Regions from separate parts of the Mus musculus genome. Here region 1 is linked to region 2. Evidence: chromatin contacts called from public Hi-C data. All regions are on one chromosome and are shown on one strand. Each heading gives the region's core, a stretch centred on a gene start, on an enhancer-like site or on the middle of the called end of the contact. The rest is flanking DNA. Distances are from core to core; before and after follow the strand shown.

What was found. A called contact is a pair of places that touch in the nucleus more often than the background predicts.
Region 1: a contact with region 2 is called in a Hi-C map of bone marrow-derived dendritic cells, with 3 times the contacts expected there. The contact joins two enhancer-like sites. A contact is called at or near these places in 3 of 484 Hi-C or Micro-C datasets (bone marrow-derived dendritic cells, nephron progenitors and neurons).

The regions. Positions count from the first base shown.
Region 1 is chr13:102,138,222-102,140,921 of GRCm38.p6, forward strand. No RefSeq gene overlaps it. Among named protein-coding and RNA genes, the nearest start is that of Gm41044, 130 kb to the left of the region's middle. Within about 2 kb of position 1,335, at least 6 of the 459 cell types and tissues checked have an H3K27ac peak or open chromatin away from gene starts, as enhancers often do. A contact at or near this core is called in bone marrow-derived dendritic cells, where this site is marked.
Region 2 is chr13:101,913,452-101,916,276 of GRCm38.p6, forward strand. No RefSeq gene overlaps it. Among named protein-coding and RNA genes, the nearest start is that of Gm41044, 99 kb to the right of the region's middle. Within about 2 kb of position 1,455, at least 50 of the 459 cell types and tissues checked have an H3K27ac peak or open chromatin away from gene starts, as enhancers often do. A contact at or near this core is called in bone marrow-derived dendritic cells, where this site is marked.

The sequences.
Region 1 (2,700 bases), core at 85-2,584, 220 kb after region 2:
TTGCTTTTTTTTTTTTTTAATATGTATCTTAATTAGGGTTTTACTTCTGTGAACAGACACCAGGACCAAGGCAAATCTTATATGGACAACATGTAATTGAGGTTGGCTTATTGGTTCAGTTCAGTCCATTATTATCAAGGTAGGAGTATGGCAGTGTCCAGGCAGGCATGGTGCAGGAGCTGAGGGTGGAACTAAGCTTTCTGGGAAAAAGAAGAATGACTTCTTCAAAGTAAAGTTCTAATCTCCAAGTGTTGTGACTAGTATCCCCCTTCCTGTATGCTCAGCACACAGAAGGCTGAGTCTACATCTCCATCTGAAGGCTACTAGGAAAAGACTGACTTCCAGGCAGCTAGGATGAGGGTATTAAAGCCCATGCCCATAGTGGCACATCCACTCCAAGGCTACACATACTCCAACAAGGCCACACCTCCTAGTAGTGCCACTCCCTGGGCCAACATATTCAAACTACCACAATGACTACAAGAAAATTAGAGTTATATATATTTGATTCACATTGTACTTTTACTTTGATACTATTGATCCAGAAGGTAAGAGTGTTTTTGTTTCTTAGAAAAGGTCTCACTCTGAAGCCCAGGGTAACCTTGAACTACCAGCAATCATCCTAACTCAGCCTCGTGTGTGCTGAGCATACAGGAAGAGAGGTAATAGTCACAACACTTGGAGATTAGAACTTCATTTAGAAGGAGCCATTCTTCTGTTTCCCAGAAAGCTTAACCCCCGCTCTTGAATGAGCTGCCTTTAAAACTGTCGTATATAGTGTAGGGTTTTATAGAGATGACTGTCTTTGCCCAGTTTGTCAGCTGCTTTGCTGGTGACTGTGCTCATCCTTTGCCCATGCCTTTCCTCTAGTCCTCTTTCTTGATCCCTCTGTTCACAAGGTCCCTCCCTTCTCCTGGTTACCTTTCTGCTTTTGTAGAGAGTTCTAGGACTCAGAAGCAAGAGAGAAACAGACACTCCTTGTCTTCCTGCATTTAATGCTTATCTCAGTTCAAGTGATACATTCATTTTTCCACAGATGACATGGCTTCATTCTTTGTAATGTTGTATGTGTGTACCCACACGTACATGTATTTTTTTCGTTAGCTGTTCATCTCTTGTTAGACACTTAGATTGATTCCACACGATGGCTACTGTGAATGGCTGAAATAAACATGTATTTCTGTGATATTTTGCCTTAGAATCCTTCAACTACATACCCACAAGTGGTGTATCTGGGTCATATGGTAGTTCTATTTTTAAGTACCTGGGGAACAACCATACCGGTTTCTACAGTGGCTGGACTAATTCACTTCCTCAGCAACAGGGATTCCATTTTCTTACATCCTCACTATTATTTAGCCTCTCATGGGAGCCATTCTCTCAGGGAGGAAATGAAACACAACTGCAGTTTTAACTTGCATTTCACTGGTAGCTAAAGATGACAAATATTTTTTCACATATATATCTTTAGCCATTAGTATTTTGTCTTTTGAAAAGTGTCTGTTCATTCCACTAACCTGCTTACTGACGGGGTTGTTTGGAATGTTTTATGTTTGATTTTTTGAATTTGTTATATATTCTAGACATGTTTTCTGTCAGGTGTATAGCTGGCAAAAAAAAATTCTTATTTTGTAGACTGTCAGGGTGAGCTAGTTACTTCTGCATCTTAAAATTCCTGTTGTTGGGATTACTAATCCCACCCCTGCAAACCATAGTGTTTTCGTTGGGGTTTCTATTGCTGTGACGAAACACCGTAACCCTTGGAGAGGACAGAGCTTATTTGGTTTATACTGTCATATCACTGCCCATCACTGAAGCAAGTCAGGACAGAAACTCAAACAGGGCAGGAACCCGGAGGCAGGAGCTAATGCAGAGGCCCTGGATGGATGTTGCTTATTGGCTTGCTCTTAATGGCTTGCCCAGCCTGTGTTCTTGCAAAGCCCAGGACCGCCAGCCCAGGGGTAGCACCACCCACAATAGGGTGGACCCTCCCTCATCAATCACTGATTAAGAAAATACGAAATACCTTCTAGGCTTGCCTACAAGCTGATCTTATGGAAGCATTTTCTAAATTGAGCTTCCCTTTTCTCAGATGACTTCAGCTTGTATTGACTTAAAACTATCTAGCACACATGCATTCTGGCAGTGGCTGCTCTCTGTTCTTTTGCCTCTAGTCACCTCTCTCAAAACCACACCCACTTTCTATAGTGCTGAATGGAACCAGTGGCTCCGTTCTCACACTTTCACATCACAGAAACTGGAGCTTGTTGCAGTTTGTTAATCCTGACCCGTCCCATAGCCAGGTGGAGTCCATCATAAACTGCTGTCTTTAGGATCTGTCAATACACTCTTTCTCCGCTCTGCTCACTCTCTAAACCAGGACTGGTATTCCCATGTCTCATCTCTAAGTCTTCAAAATTATTCCTGAAAATACACACTTCCGAAGTTATCTAAAATATATACTTCACCCATCAATCTCCATTTAACTAATTTCAAAGACTACACATTAACTACAGAGTTCAGGCTGCTTTGCCAAACCCACCAGATATGTGGCAACAGGCACACCTATTCACTCATCTTTTAACTTCATCTTCTGCTGTTCCTGACTCAGACTATGTTCAAGCCACACCCCCTGTTTATCTATCACTGGGTATCCTGTGCTCTTTTACAACTTTCCCTCTAGGGCACTTTCCCCACTTA
Region 2 (2,825 bases), core at 205-2,704:
GAGCAGGAAACGAAAAGGCACCGATTATTGGGACTATCAAAAGCAGCTTTCAGATTTAGTTGTGGTCAAAATCCAAGACACCCTTGTGCCACCCTTGGGGACATTTAAAAAGAAAGCTGTCAGTATCGACCATATGACCAATTGAAGAGACTGGGTCAACAGGACAAACACCCTTTTGAAAATACAAAGTCTGATGACTGGGAGCTCACTGGTGTCACTCCCATGGTAGTTTTTGTTTGTTTCCAATTGGCAAAAACAAACAACCACAAACAAATAACCCCCACAATCTAAAATCTTGTTTTCCAAAGCAAAGCAAAGCAAAGCAGCAAGCAAAAACCTCCTTCTGTGAGTCTAGCTCCCCCTAAATTCCAGGGCCCACAAGATGAACAGGAAAGAGAGTGAGCACCTTCTGTGACTCAGTTGTACCTCCAGGCTAGCAATTCTCAACCTGTGAGTTGTGACCTTCTTTGCGGAGGTTGAACAACCCTTTTACAGGGGGTTGCCTAAGACCATCAGAAAACACAGATACTTACACTATGACTCATATCAGTAGCAAAATTACAGTTATGAAGTAGCAATGAAAGTAATTTTATGGCTGGGGGCAGGGGGGGGGGAGGTGTCCCACAACATGAAAGGGCCACAGGGTTAGGAATGGTGAGAACGACTGCTCTAGATGTGACGATTAGTGTTATTTGTCACCTTGACAGACTCTAGAGTCACCCAGGAGATAGGTCTTAAGGCATGTCTGTGAAGGACTGTCCTGATTCATGATGGTGGGCAGGACCAAGCCTTGACATGTTTAAAACAGAGAAATGAAGGAGAGCACCAACATGCTGGTGTCTGTTGCCCGTTCATTCTGTCTCCGAATATGACGTAACCAGCTCCTTTCAGTTCCTGCCACTGTGACTTTTCTGCCAGAGTGGACCTTAACCTGAACTCTGGACCAGAACAAGTCCATTCTCTCTTAAGTTGTCTTTATTTTACACAGCAACAGAAAAAGAAATTAGGACAATAAACCATGCAGATCTGAGAACCTATCTGTATACTAAACCCAGTATATAAGCCCTATTATGCCCTACGTGGCCAGTGTGATGGGAAGAGGACCCAGACCCCAGCTGAAGAGAACCAGACAAAAACAGTAGCTTTCCTTACCTTGATCTCTATAAAAATTTTGTTGCTTAGAAAAAAAATTAAATTCTCCTTGCTTAGAAGGAGAGTTCATATTTAGAAATACTGTGAACCAGAAAAAAAAAATGGTATCTTGAATCTTGGCGTTCCAAGTCTTGTTGGCTTGTGGCCAAGCTTCAGGATGCTTCTAAGAGCCATGTGGGGAATGCAAATCGGGATGTCTAACTCTCTTAAGGGCAGTCAGGAGGGCTGATGGTCTATGCTGCATGCTGTAAATCTACCACACAAAAAACCGCCCTCTTTGCACCAGCAGCAGCTCCAGACTTTGGCCTAAGCCCAGTTCCCTATTTCGTCCAAGTTGCTCTTAGCCTTAGTATTTAAGCCAAAGCTTTGTTCTATACACAGGCTGCTATTGATTGGGCCTTCTTATCTCTGTCTCCACAGATAAGGTATACATTAGCAAGACTATTCAGGGGTGGCCTTTTACAAAGGCAGAACGTCTCTTTGGTATCCAGGGTCAAGAAAGGCAGTGTTCAGGAGTGCTTGGTATCTTGAAGGTGTGTATAGAAGTGGTGTACAGAGGGGGTCCAGAAAGACACTCCCAGGCAACAAAGTTGTGAGGAAATGTGTTTTTTGTTCAGATCTGTGCCCCAGTTGGAAGTTGTATTCAGTAGATGTTTTATTTTAGGGCTGGTGTATGTGGTTGGTATGTGTGTGGTGTGTATGTGATGTGTGCATGTGTGTATGTGGTGTGTAATGTATAAAGTATGTATGGTATGTGTGTATGTGTGTGTATGGTGTAGTGTGTGTGTGTGTGTGTGTGTGTGTGTGTGTGGTGTGTGTATAGTGTGTTGTGTGTGGTATGTGGAGTGTGTGTCTGTATGTCTCTGTGTGTGCATATATATGTATATGTGTGGTATGTACAGTGTGTGTGTGGAGTATGTGTGTGTGTTTACATACACAACAACCTCTTTAGGGATTGGAAGTCTGCCTTGTACTCATTTTAACTTCTGGAGGCCAATGTGAGAAGTCTATGCTGGAAGCCTGTTAGCTTATTGTTTCCCTCCTTGCAAGGCGAGGCTGCAACGTGACTTTAGCCACGCATACCCAGCTAGAAGAGAGTGAGACAAAGTGTGTGGGAATTGCCACAATCTGCTCCCAGTCCCTGGATTTCCCTTTCCTAATGCTCTGAGCAGTGCTTTGCTTAGACAAGTCAACACTCGCTCACCAGCCACTGCACTCTCTGGCTCAGGGTACCAACGCTACTTAGTTTGAAGAAAAAAAGGCTGAAAAAAGAAAGAAAAGAAAAGAAAGCTTTCCTGGAATCTCTCATGCGTGTGAGAAACAAAAAGAAAAGAACAGAAATGTCAGAGCCCATGCTCTCGTGGTGATAGGCTCTGGAAAAGGAGACTTTAGTTTTTCTTTTCTTTATCTGGTATCACATTTTCAATTCACACCCATTATTAAGTGCGAGAAACACAATCATAGATTAGTTGAAGAAAGGGAGGAGCTAACTTTGCTAACAGAACAAATGACCTAGGCTATTTCTAGTCATCTGGTCATCGCGCTCAAATATGTTATGCCTATAAATAGAAAACAGGCAAGGGGTAAAGAAAAAAGATCCCCAAAGGAAGGAAGAGAGATGAACGAATAGAAAGGCACATAGGTCATGTCTGTGGCCACCTTCCCAGTCAAAC